Linked DNA regions of Zea mays: regions 2 and 3 are each linked to region 1. The links are chromatin contacts, called in public Hi-C maps. All regions are on one chromosome and are shown on one strand. The core of a region is the stretch at or near the end of the contact, and the rest is flanking DNA. Distances in the headings are between cores, read along the strand shown. Region 1 holds the start of LOC100277894. Region 2 holds the start of LOC103654746 (basic leucine zipper 19). Region 3 holds the start of LOC100191644.

The links. A called contact is a pair of places that touch in the nucleus more often than the background predicts.
Region 2: a contact with region 1 is called in a Hi-C map of ear, with 4 times the contacts expected there. The contact joins the promoter of LOC103654746 here to the promoter of LOC100277894 in region 1. A contact is called at or near these places in 4 of 25 Hi-C or Micro-C datasets (ear, leaf and tassel).
Region 3: a contact with region 1 is called in a Hi-C map of tassel, with 2.0 times the contacts expected there. The contact joins the promoter of LOC100191644 here to the promoter of LOC100277894 in region 1. A contact is called at or near these places in 3 of 25 Hi-C or Micro-C datasets (ear, leaf and tassel).

What each region holds. Positions count from the first base shown.
Region 1 is chr4:235,357,112-235,361,071 of Zm-B73-REFERENCE-NAM-5.0, forward strand. LOC100277894 reads left to right here and starts at 2,203. Exons shown (of 4, transcript NM_001361302.1): 1 at 2,203-2,341; 2 at 2,466-2,653; 3 at 2,764-2,917. The coding sequence starts at 2,264. LOC542145 (potassium channel 3) reads left to right here. Exons shown (of 11, transcript NM_001111770.3): 10 at 1-228; 11 at 339-469. The coding sequence ends at 451.
Region 2 is chr4:235,037,055-235,041,014 of Zm-B73-REFERENCE-NAM-5.0, forward strand. It overlaps LOC103654746 (basic leucine zipper 19), which reads right to left and starts at 1,631. Exons shown (of 4, transcript XM_008681571.4): 1 at 399-1,631. The coding sequence starts at 790.
Region 3 is chr4:235,627,795-235,631,754 of Zm-B73-REFERENCE-NAM-5.0, forward strand. It overlaps LOC100191644, which reads left to right and starts at 2,333. Exons shown (of 10, transcript NM_001137073.1): 1 at 2,333-2,931; 2 at 3,536-3,649; 3 at 3,743-3,787. The coding sequence starts at 2,434.

The DNA.
Region 1 (3,960 bases), core at 953-3,452:
ACGCAGCAAGCCATTGGCAAACAGACCATGAAACGGTGAGGCTGGGGTCTTCCCACAATACATCCGATGGCATAACTATGAGAGAAAACCAAGATAGCAGTAACATAAAATCATCCAACAAAAGGGTCACAATTCACACATATCCTCGTAATGCAGCAGGTTCTTTAGTACAGAACGGGAAGCTTATCAACCTGCCTGGTTCACTGGACGAGATCTTCGAAATTGGATGTAAGGAAAAGTTTGGAGATTTTGATCATGATTTGGTTATGCATATTTGATAGCATGCAGCTAGGAGATGCACACAGGAATTTATAATAGTTTTTTTCTAACATTTTCAGGCCAGAAGTTTCCGGGTCTCCGCCCTACAAAACTATTCAGTGGAGACTATGCTGAGATAGATGACATTAGTGTTATACGAGATGGTGACCACCTATTCCTTCTTCAGATGTAAAACCAGAATAACATTGAATTAACCTAACGTAACAATAGAGGATTCAAGTCCTCCAATCTGGCAAAAGCAGCAGATTGTAAATCGAGATATGCATGTGGAGATATGAAGAGGAATACCGTTTTACAAATTGTTCTGATCATTTCTGACATTGTATAAATATCTGTTCTTGCATAAGCTGCTATCTCATGCAAAAGTTATGCGAGGCGGTTTCCTGTTTTTTTTTCTTTTATTTGATAAAACAATAGAATCTCCACAAACCGAACTTACGGGGTGTTTGAATGCATTAGAGCTAATAGTTAGTGTTTAAAATTAGTTGGAGACATACAAACAACCTAACTAATAGTTTAACTATTAACTATTTTTAGTAAATTAGTTAATAGTTTGCTAGTTAATTCCATTAGTAATTTTTTAGATAACTAAATAAAGGTGAGACAATAAAAACACCAGTAATGGGGAATTAACCACTAATGCAGTATCATGGCATAAAATGAAAGCTTGTGATTCAGAACTATGAGAAACATCCTGAGATGAAATGTCTAGAAAGGATTGTCTTTATGCAGCCTACAGGCCAGCAGGGGTTTGATTGTCAACAAATCTAAACAAGGTCATGTTAGGGAGGACATCATGACTTACTCTTGTTCCCCTTTTTCGGCACCAATGGCAAATCTCAAACAAAGCATTTCAAAGAGTTTAGCGATGCAGAGCGGGTGTTTTAGTAGAGCTTTTTTTTTTTGCTATTATAAATTTCATTCCAAGCGGCTTCTACGTAATAGTCCCTACAATTTGGAATTCGATAAAACAGTCTTTTCTACCGCGTTCAACCGTTACAATAGAATTATTAGTCAATTTAAACTATTTTTTCTCTTTTATGTTTTTAGCCACGTGAACAGACCATTTTGCCCCTGCTCTGTTTTAAGTTGCCTAATAATTCTATTGTGACGGTTGAACACGGTAGAAAGGGTCATTTTAAGGGGGTGTTTGGTTAGAGGGACTAAAGATTAGTCTCTAGTTTTTAGTCTCATTTAGTCCCTTTTTTGTCAAACACTAGGACTAAAATATGGACTAAAATGATTTAGTCTTTAGTCCTTCACATATGTGCTAAAATGGACTAAATCATATTAATTACACATTTACCCCTCATTTAGTTCAATTATACTAATAGCAGGAGAATGTTAAGAGTCATTTTAGTCTTCTTATGAGTCATTTAGTATATTCTTAGTATTTTTAGCCTCTAAAACCAAAAATGTTATGGACTAAATTTTAGTCCCTAAACTAAAGAAACCAAACATGACCTAACTAATCACAAATTGTTGCGACTATTATGTCGAAGCCGCTTAGAATGTGGTTTATAATAGCAAAAATACGCGTCTTAGTAATAGCTGGTCTAAGATGTCTCCATGCTGTTATTACAAAGAAAAATCAATATTTCTACCTCACTCATGAATGGGAAAAATAACTAGTAGCTAATTTACTAAAAATAGCTAATAACTGAATTATTAGCTAGAGTTTAGATGTCGCTAACTAATTTTAGCCATTAATTATTATCTCTAGAGCATTCAAAATTTGATAATTATTTAAAATGAAAATAGATAATTAGAAAAGAAATAGAAATTCTCTTGAAGGTTTTTTAGTTGTAGAGATAGAAAAGTCTTAGAATTGTTGATAGAGATATTATTTAAAATAAAAGTTGTATGTAGACAGTCTCTGATCGTGAGCGTCCGTTTCTGTCCAGACGGTCAAGCCGCGAACATTTCCCGCCCAATCAAACCCAAACCACCGCTCACCTCCGCTGACGGCCGCCAGCCCGCCACGATGGAGCTCTCCGCCGCCTTCGAGGAACGCGTCCGGCAGATGGAGGACGCCCGCAACCAACGCCTCGCCCTCCTCAACGTCTCCTACGACGCTCCCCTCCTCATCTCGAATTCCTTCATCTGCCTCCTCCCCGAAACCCTCCAAACCCTGACTCCGTGGCCTCACCGCGGCGCCCCTTTCCTCCCCTTGCCTTGATGCGCAGGCGGAGAAGGAGACCCAGGCCGCCAAGTCCCGTATTCTCTCGGCCAAGCTCGCCGCCACGCGCCGACTCGAGTGCCGCCGTCTCCTCCTCGAGCGCCGCGCCGCCGACCTCGCCTTCCGCGCCCTCGCCGCCCGCGCCGACATCGACGCCGCCCGCGCGCGCCGCCTCCTTGTCGCCCGCGACCTCAGGTAGCCAAAAGGCAGCCCATCTCACTTTCTCTCCCTCCACCCTGAAACAACTCAGGGCATTTCGTTTTTGGTTAATCTGCATGCTCTAATCGGGCGCGCAGCTCGGTAAGGGGTGAGATCGAGGAGGCTGAGAGGAGGGAACAAGGCTGGGACCGCTTCTACGAGGCCAAGAGGAAGGACATGGAGGAGTTCCAGACGGAGTCGCGGCGGTTCGAGGCGGAGACTCGCGAGGAAGTGCAGAGGCTGAGGGATTTGGTATCTCGAGTATGGTCCCCATACTTTACATCCATAAACTATTATCTATTGAGCTCATCACAGATTCACAGTTCAGCCTGGTTGCAACTAGTTGCTTGGCATCTGGGTGAAACTGGTAAATCGTTACTAATTCTGTTCGCTTGGGCTTGCTCAGATCAACCGGCAATAATAGGGTATAGGGCAGATGTGTTTAATATGCTTTGGTCTGATCTATACACTAGCCCGTCTTCTCGTCTAAAAACTAGCCAGTAGCCTGTAGTTTGTTGATTGATCTTTGTTGGCCTGCCCGATGGAAGGGACCACATGGGAAGCTGGAAGCTAGCTCTTGCCATCTAGTCAAATTGTTGCCTTGCCATTTAGTCAAATTGTTGCCTTGCCATTTCATTGCATTTCAGATGGACCGGATCAATGCGGGTGATAAATTCTTGGGCCATGGTTGTTGCCTCCTGAGAAGGATTTGAATTATTGTCAAGCCTGTGTTGGTCCGAACAAACATTGTGGCTTCACTATGCAAACAGAGCGAAAAAGAGCATGGTTATGAGTTATGACTTATGTGATGATCAGTAAAGGCTAACATGTATTTTATTTGGTCTATCCCTTACTAAATTATATGAACATTAACAGGTATGTCTTATGAACTTATGGTGTCAAATGATCTTCTGATAGATTCTAATGTATCTCTTATATGTGTGATGTTATCATCGAGAAGGATAGGGCGCTATTTATGGTTGTACTTGGATCATAAAGTTATTGTCGATACTAGATCTGTAAAAAGGAACGTTGCTGGGTAATTTTGTTCTATTTGCCCTAGGTAGCAAGAAATAGATGTTCATGGGAGCTGTGTGTGTACACACACATACATATATAACATCTTGGTGGATTCTCTGTCAGTCTACCTTATCATAGTAGCTATAACTTTACTCGCTGGATGCATGAAAACAATTCATGGAGAGTCATGGATCTTGGTCCGCACATGACCATTAACTTCACAAGCATCCAAATAACATTTATATGAATTTAAAAGACGGCCTGTCCAAATAACATTAATATGT
Region 2 (3,960 bases), core at 381-2,880, 320 kb before region 1:
GCAAATTTTAAGAGCAAAAAAATTTGAAAGTTCAATATATGGTGAAAGCTAACCTCACACTTTCCTTTATCTCTCTCTTTCTTTCTCTAGGAAGCTTGAAAGCTGACTTAACTATTACTGGGGGCTCCATAAGTAAATTGTAATGCAGCGGTCTGCGGCTATTCTAATTTGAAATGTTAATCTAAGAGACGAACAGAAAAAATGGCAAATTAAAGGCACTATCGTAGTCCTGAGACCGCAGTCCTCCAAAAGTAGGAACCTTGATTGAATAAATAAAAAAAAAACTACTGTTTCACCATGGTAGATCGGATCGGTAGTCGAAAAAGATGGTTACTTAAAATGTACTAGCGGAGCCACCACTCACCACCCCACTAGGCAAGCTGCAAGTCGCAACTAACCTCTTGACCCTTTTGGGCTCAGCGACGCCGTCCGCGGCAGCCGGCGACGAGTCCGCCACCCCGTCGTCCGCACCCGCACCCCCCGCGTCCATGAGCTGCGCCCTCTCCCCGGCGCTGCCGGAGACGGAGACGGAGACGGAGACGTCGACGTCGGAGAACATGGACAGGAGCTGGTCGTGGTCGAGGCGGTCGAAGTCGTCGCCGCCGCCGCCGCCGCCGCCAATGACGACGTCGTCGTCAATGGGCACGGCCTCGAGGAACGCGGCCGAGTCGCTCGCGGAGCGGCGGTGCGCGCCGCGCCTGGCCGCGGCGAAGCCCAGGAACTCCCCCGCCGCCGGCGGCCAGTGGTCCTGCGGCGCGGCGCTCGGCGCCCGCGGCGGCAGTTGCGCCATCACCTTTTTCTTCTGAGGTGTGGGGAGTGGAGCTCGCAGCTCGGCCTTCTTGGCACCGCCGCTGGCTGCTCGGCTGACTGGGAACTTGCGGGATGCGAAGCTGGATGGTGGAGTGCTCGACTGCTGCCTTTGCTAGCTGTGTTGGAGATGTATGTATATAGTTATTAGTGTGTGTGTATGTATATGGTTATTGGTTGCAAGAACGCAGTGTAGGTGGAGATGCATAGGTGCACATGCATGGGGGGCCTGGCGGTGGTGGGGCAAATCACAGTGCACTTGCAATGCATTAGTTCGTGATAGAGACTGCATCTGCATCTGCATGCTTTGGTGACAGCCTTTAGAGGCTGTTTGTCTTGCAGCATCACGCATGTGTTTAGGGCTATGCATATCAAGATCCAAGAGATCTGGTAGGTTAGGTGGTTTAGAGCACAGTCCCAACCCTACACGTCATCCAGTTTTTATAGCATTAATTCAGCTGTTGCATAGATATTAAAAGATGATATGGCAAGCAATGATATAGCAAGCAATTAAATGAAGAAAGATTAAGAAACTGGATCTTGCATAAGACTTGGTTTCAACACGAAGATGAGTATTAAAGTCAGTTAAATAATATTGATTTGCATTGGAGAGTTAGTGTCTAACAGTAGTTTCTAGATGATGTGGAGCCTATAAAAACTCTTGGGTTGAGACTGCTCTTAGTAGGAGTACTCTACTACCATGTCTAGGGCAATAATTTCATATTTGTTTCCTAGTAGGCAAAACGAACTGCTCCTAGCTAACCTTTGTACTGGCATTGTTTCATGACTCTTGAGCTAAGATTTGTACTAACGCTGAGATTGACTACTACCATGTGAGCTGTTGGTGCTTTGTTGCATTGCTGTGGATTTGGTGACGATGCATGTAGCTAGCTCCCTAGCCTTATGATTAGTTATCCAAAGGTACAGTAATTAGGTATCTGTGCAAAGTTAGTTAGTTAGGTAGCTAGCTAGGTACCTAGGGAGGGTCCATTTGTTTGTTTTGATTTATTACTGGAGAAAAAGGGTGGCAAGTAGGAGAGGAGCAAGGGTGGATGGAGACGAGGGAGATCACATGATGAGAGGAGGAGGGGGCGGCGAGGCAGCAGACAGCTAGAGACAGCTAAGCGATCGAGAGGCTGTGGCCTGTGGAGTGCATTATACACGGATACACCCACATGATGAGTAGAAATGAAAAATAGGTTGATAGATAGATGGATAGACATGAACCAGTACTAGCAGTAGTACTTGTAAATTTTTTCGCCCACTAGTTAGTTATGGAGCTGCAGCTGGCCCTGGCTTCTGGTTCTGGGTTTCAGACATTACAGTGGTAGACTTGTTGAGCAGCTCGTCAGCTGGGAATGGGGGCAGGGGGCTTGGCAGATGCAGAGCATCTCGACACCACGTGTTGGACGCCGGGACCAGACTACCAGAGACAGATAGGTTGTGGTCACTTGCTCGTCGTCTGCCATGCTACTTGCAGTAGTGCAAATTCGGCATCCATTTAGATTTCAGATCCAGATTCTAGCATGGATATACTACTACTACTAATATAGAAAGAATCCTTTAATAATAATGGTAAAATTGCCTTTAGTACCTGGACAATGCACAATAAATAATTGAAGACACTATTTTTGTTAGTGTCAATCGCACTATCCGTTAAAAGAACTATTTAGTATTGATTAGTGGCTCTAATCAGTATTTAAAATTTTTGAATATATATATAAAGAAATAAGGCTATGGTCTAACAATTTTTCGTGTAAAATAAGTCATGGGTGGTACTGGATTGCCGACGGGACAATCGACTCGTCGTCCACTCTCACTCTGTCTTAGGTGCGAGAAGGAGCACGAGCTCGAGCCTAACCATATGACCTCGGAAGGACAGCTCGAATCATCGTATAGTCGCATACAGCAACTCTAGGTTAGTGCTTTTGTAACTCGTCATTCCTTGAGTTATATACCTTTTCTTTGAGTTATTATAAAATTGGGTTGAAATATTACATGCCCAGCTAGAAGAAGAGAGGAGGGAACAGCAGGAGATGGAGTCGAGGATGATAGCGGAGCGGAAGGCCCACTTGGCAGATCAGCAGAGGATGGCGGAGATGTTTCGTTACATAGAGAGCCTTGGTGCCGCATATGGTTTTGCTCCACTGCCTCCGTTATTCCCTCCAGTTGACCCTGCGCAGTTCTATACTCATGTGAGTATAAAAATTCTAGTCCTGCATGATATATATTCATCTCGTATAACACATGCAATTTCTTCTCTGTGCAAGGACAATCTGGGGCGGAATCCAACAACCATCATGGATCGTCCCGCCCATCGTCGCACCAGTCCAGTCACCCACCTCGCTGATCATCTTCTCTTAGAGGTGATTGTGAGAAACTTGTCATGAACTTATGTTTGTGAAAAACTTATGTTTGAGAGTTGGTAAACTTATATTGGTGAAACTTGGTATGAATATAGATATGTTTGTGAAAAAGTTGTGAGGTTTTGGTTTTTTGAAATATGTGGTCTCTATTATGTATATGATGATTATGTGATATCTGTGATGATTATGTGATATATGTTTTGTTTGTTTAGATGGAATAGTAAAAACAAATAAAAAGAGTATTCTAGTCACTTTGCCAGTAACACTCGGCAAAGAGTTACTTTGCCGAGTGTGAAGGTCATAGCACTCGGAAAAATCCATTTAGATTTTAGATCCAGATTAATGCTTTTGTAACTTGTCATTCCTTGAGTTATATACTTATTTTTGAGTTATTATAAGATTGGGTTGAAATATTACATGCCGAGCTAGAAGAAGAGAGGAGGTGAAAGTCGTCTAGAGGGGGTGAATAAGGCGAATCTGAAATTTATAAACTTAAGCACAACTACAAGCCGGGTTAGCGTTAGAAATATGAACGAGTCCGAGAGAGAGGGTGAAAAACAAATCGTGAGCAAATAAAGAGCGAGACATGATGATTTGTTTTACCGAGGTTCGGTTCTTGCAAACCTACTCCCCGTTGAGGTGGTCACAAAGACCGGGTCTCTTTCAACCCTTTCCCTCTCTCAAATGGTCACTTAGACCGAGTGAGCTTTCTCTTCTCAATCAAACGGAACACAAAGTTCCCGCAAGGACCACCACACAATTGGTGTCTCTTGCCTTGGTTACAATT
Region 3 (3,960 bases), core at 1,083-3,582, 270 kb after region 1:
GGGGGTGAAGGATCGAGTGATCTATCAGAGCACGCCTTAGATCTTGTTCCAAACCTCTAAAATTAACAGTTAGTAGCTAATATTAGCTGAGAGGTTTAGAAGGGATCAACTAATAGAGCAACTAATTATTAGTTATACCTATCAAATAGCTATTAATTGTTAGCCCTAGCTAATAACTTATTAACTGGTTAACAATTAGCTGTAGAGGTCTAGACCGGGGCCATAGAAGCATAGGACAGATTCCTATCCTTCGGGCTAAAGTTTAATCGAGGTTTTAAATACTAAATAAAATGACTAAACATGCTCTAATTATAAAATAATTACACATGTCATGGCTAATTCGCGAGACGAATTTATTAAGCCTAACCGATTCATGATTAACACATATTATATTTTACTATAGTTAAAACATGTTAATTATGCATTAATTAGACATAATAAACCCATCTCGCGAATTAGCTATAATTTATGCAATTAGCTTTATAATTAATTAGCGTATGTTTAGTCCTCTTATTGGCATGCATAACATAGACTAAACTTTAGTTTAGAGAAACCAAAGACCGTTTAAATTAATTATTTTATTTATTATCAGGAGGTGCTCCCTAATCGTCTGTTGGATCAAGAATAGCAGGTAAACTGCTTCCGCTGTTCATACCGCGCCTGTTCTACGGAATGCAGTAAAATACGCGGGCGGCGGGCCCATAGGACAGCGATTGGTTGATATATTATATGATATTTTATTTTATTTTAAACCCCGCCTGAGATCGGGTTTCCAGTATGTTCCTGCTCTGTTCACGTTTTCGTGTCCCACAACAGCCCAGAGTCTTCTTCTGAAAATGAAAAAAAAAGATTTCCCTGCTGTTGTGTTGCCCTTTCACTCACGTGCTCAATTTGACGACCACAGATTGGCTGCGTCCATAAACTCTGTACTCTGTAGCAATCTCACAGCACGACTCTCCCGGGAGTGATTGGCACGATATAAGGGGTTAGCTAATTCATGGTGAACAAAATATCGTATAATATTATCAAATTTAAACACTCGACATGAAATAAATTTTTAGTTTTTTAGTAAATTATTCAGTTTCATGAGTCTATTTTCTAGCTAATTAATATATTAAACTAAAGTTATGGTATATTAACAATACCAAAATAATAAAGACGATATAATAATGAATGTCTGGTTGATGAGATTCAACTTTTATATAATGACTCTAGTATTTATGAGATGGCTAACAAAATTTTAAGAGAATTCAAAAAAAAATCAAGTAACCTTGAAGATCCATGAAAATTTGTTAACTAGCACAGGTACATATCAAATTCGTCGTGTACACGATGACAACTTTAGTTGAAATTTGTAAATTTTATTATTAGCGACAGATTTGATATTTTACAGAGCACGTCGACTTTTTTTAATAAATTATTTTATTTTAATCAACGAAAAACTATAATTCATACATCATCTATCCCCCCTATATACACACACATGCACACACGAGAGGGTTAGGGGGCCAAACATTTTAGTTCTCTTCCTGTTTTAAAATAATTGATTTAGATTATAAGATATTTGGTTTTTATAGATAGTTCTATTTCCGTTCAAAAAAGAGTTGATGATTTTTTTTAAAGTTTAGATAGTTTATTTATTATAAAATATTAGCAACATTTACTCCCTCCCATCTCCGCTCTAGTGCTCTAATACCATAGGAGGTAAGCGAAAATTAGCCGTCCCGTTTGGATTGCTAACGGACACACATTTGGAGGTAAGTGCCCATATGAACACAGAGTCTCTGTAAACATAAGATCAGTTTCCATAATTATATTATTTATCGAAATTTGGTCATAAATATCCAGAATAACAAATGACATGCATGTAAAACATATTTTCCTTGAACTAAAAAATATCCAGAATTTAGACACACATGCACACCCAAGAATGCAGGTGGCGTGGTGAGGAGGAGATGCAGCCGCAGGCAGTCAAAGACAGACTGTTGCTGCTGTAATGCAGATTCCTGAGATCAAAGAGGGATCGCCGTCCTAAATTTAGACACAGGAGATCCGGGAGAGGCGTGGACTGCCTGCGCCAAGACCAAGTGGATGGGAACAAGGCCGTGACGTGCCTCTCCTCCACTCCACGCCTCTGACCGATTCTCTCTCGCCAACTACCCTCTCAAAACGGCTTCACTCTCCCCTTTTTATTTCCCATCGTTTCCCTTGCCCCCCGCCGTATCTGCAGTTCTCGACCTCTCCTCCTACCTCCTCTTCACTCCCCCCCCCCCCCCCCCCCCCCCCCCCCCCCCCTCCCTCCCTCTTGCATCACTATCACCACCAACAACAAGGCTAACGCACACCAATCCAACAAGGAGAACAAAAAACAATTAATCGTGTTTTGAGCTTTTGATATCATCTCGTTCCAGTTAAGTGCGTGAAGAGGCAATAATGGTGGCAGTGGAGGTTGTGCCGGCGTCCGCGGAGTCCCCGATTCCGATCGAGGCTAAGGCCGCGGTGACGTCGGAGGCGGAGGCGGAGGCCGAGGGCGAAGTGGAGGCGGAGATGAAGGGTGATGCGGCAGCTACGGCGGGAGAAACGGAGGAGGAGGAGGAGGAGGAGGAGAAGGTGTACAAGAGCGACCTGAAGAAGCTGGAGAACCTCATGTCCAAGCTTAACCCCTGCGCGCAGGAGTTCGTGCCGTCGTCGCGCCGCACGGCCCCAGCCGCCGTGGCGGCGGCGAAGCCGGCGGGAGGAAGGGTGCTCTCAGCCGACGCGCCCGTGTTCGTGTCCGCCGCCGAGTACTACGGCGCTGCCGGCGGGCACCTGGAGATAGGCGGCGGCGGCGGCGGCGGCAAAGTCGTCGTTGGCGGCGGGGGCAGGGACTCCAGCAGCGACGGATCCAGCAACGGCGGCGGCGGCGGCAGTCGCCACCAACCGAATCGCCGGGTCTGTGAGCTGTTAATTTTGCGTCTTTTACGGCTCTATCTAACACGTCTCGATTTGGGAGGTTTTGGTATTTGTCTGACCTTTCCCTCCTTCCTGTGATCGCTGGAAGATTTGGGTTGATCACTTCCTTCTTTCTTCTTCCTTTTCCTGTCGCTTTTCCCCCCCTCTTGTTTTATCTCTTGAAAAATCAAGTCTCCGAGCAGCGAGGGAGGGTTTATAATTTCGTTCTGTTTTTATGATTCTCCTCTAAATCATTTGCGGAATCATCTTATATATTACAAATATGATACAAAGAACCCCTCCCTTTATAAGGGAGAGAGTCGACGGCTCCATCTTGTTTGTTTCTTAAGAAACAATTTGATGGGTGCAAACCTGCTAACCAGATATCGACGAATGGTCGGTGCTAGTGGTACTACGGCAATTGCCAAGAACTTGATACGTGGATCCATGTGATAGCGATGGGCACTGTGCTTGATGCCAACTATTCGTCTCCGTGGGCCTCCCGTTTAGCTCTTTCACAACTTCCAGAACAAAAAAAATGTGTTCATTTAATAATTCTGGTGGTACGACGACAAATTGACTTTGCCCTCGTGATTGGCATCAGAGGAGGAACAGCTTCAACCACGGGAGGCGGAGGGGGGCCGGAGGCCGGCCCCGGCGGGGTGATAGGGAGGACAGCGTGCGGCGGACCGTCTACGTGTCCGACATTGATCAACATGTATGTGAGCTTAACTAGACAGCTGTGGTGGCCTTTTGCAGCGCCGATTCTGTGTCATCGCTGTCACATTATCTTCTTGTTACTGCTTTGCAGGTGACCGAGCAGAAGCTCGCTGAAGTGTTCTCCAACTGCGGGCGAGTGAGTCCTGTGGTTCTTTTGCCGAAAGCATTTTCCTCTTGATCATGTGATGGCTGATTACAGCATCTAGGCGACCTTTTTTCGCCTTTCCATTCGCTTGAGAAGTGAAATGTTGATGATCTAGTAGCTGCTCTGTCTAGGTGGTGACAATGCAGCTTAATTGTAACATTATG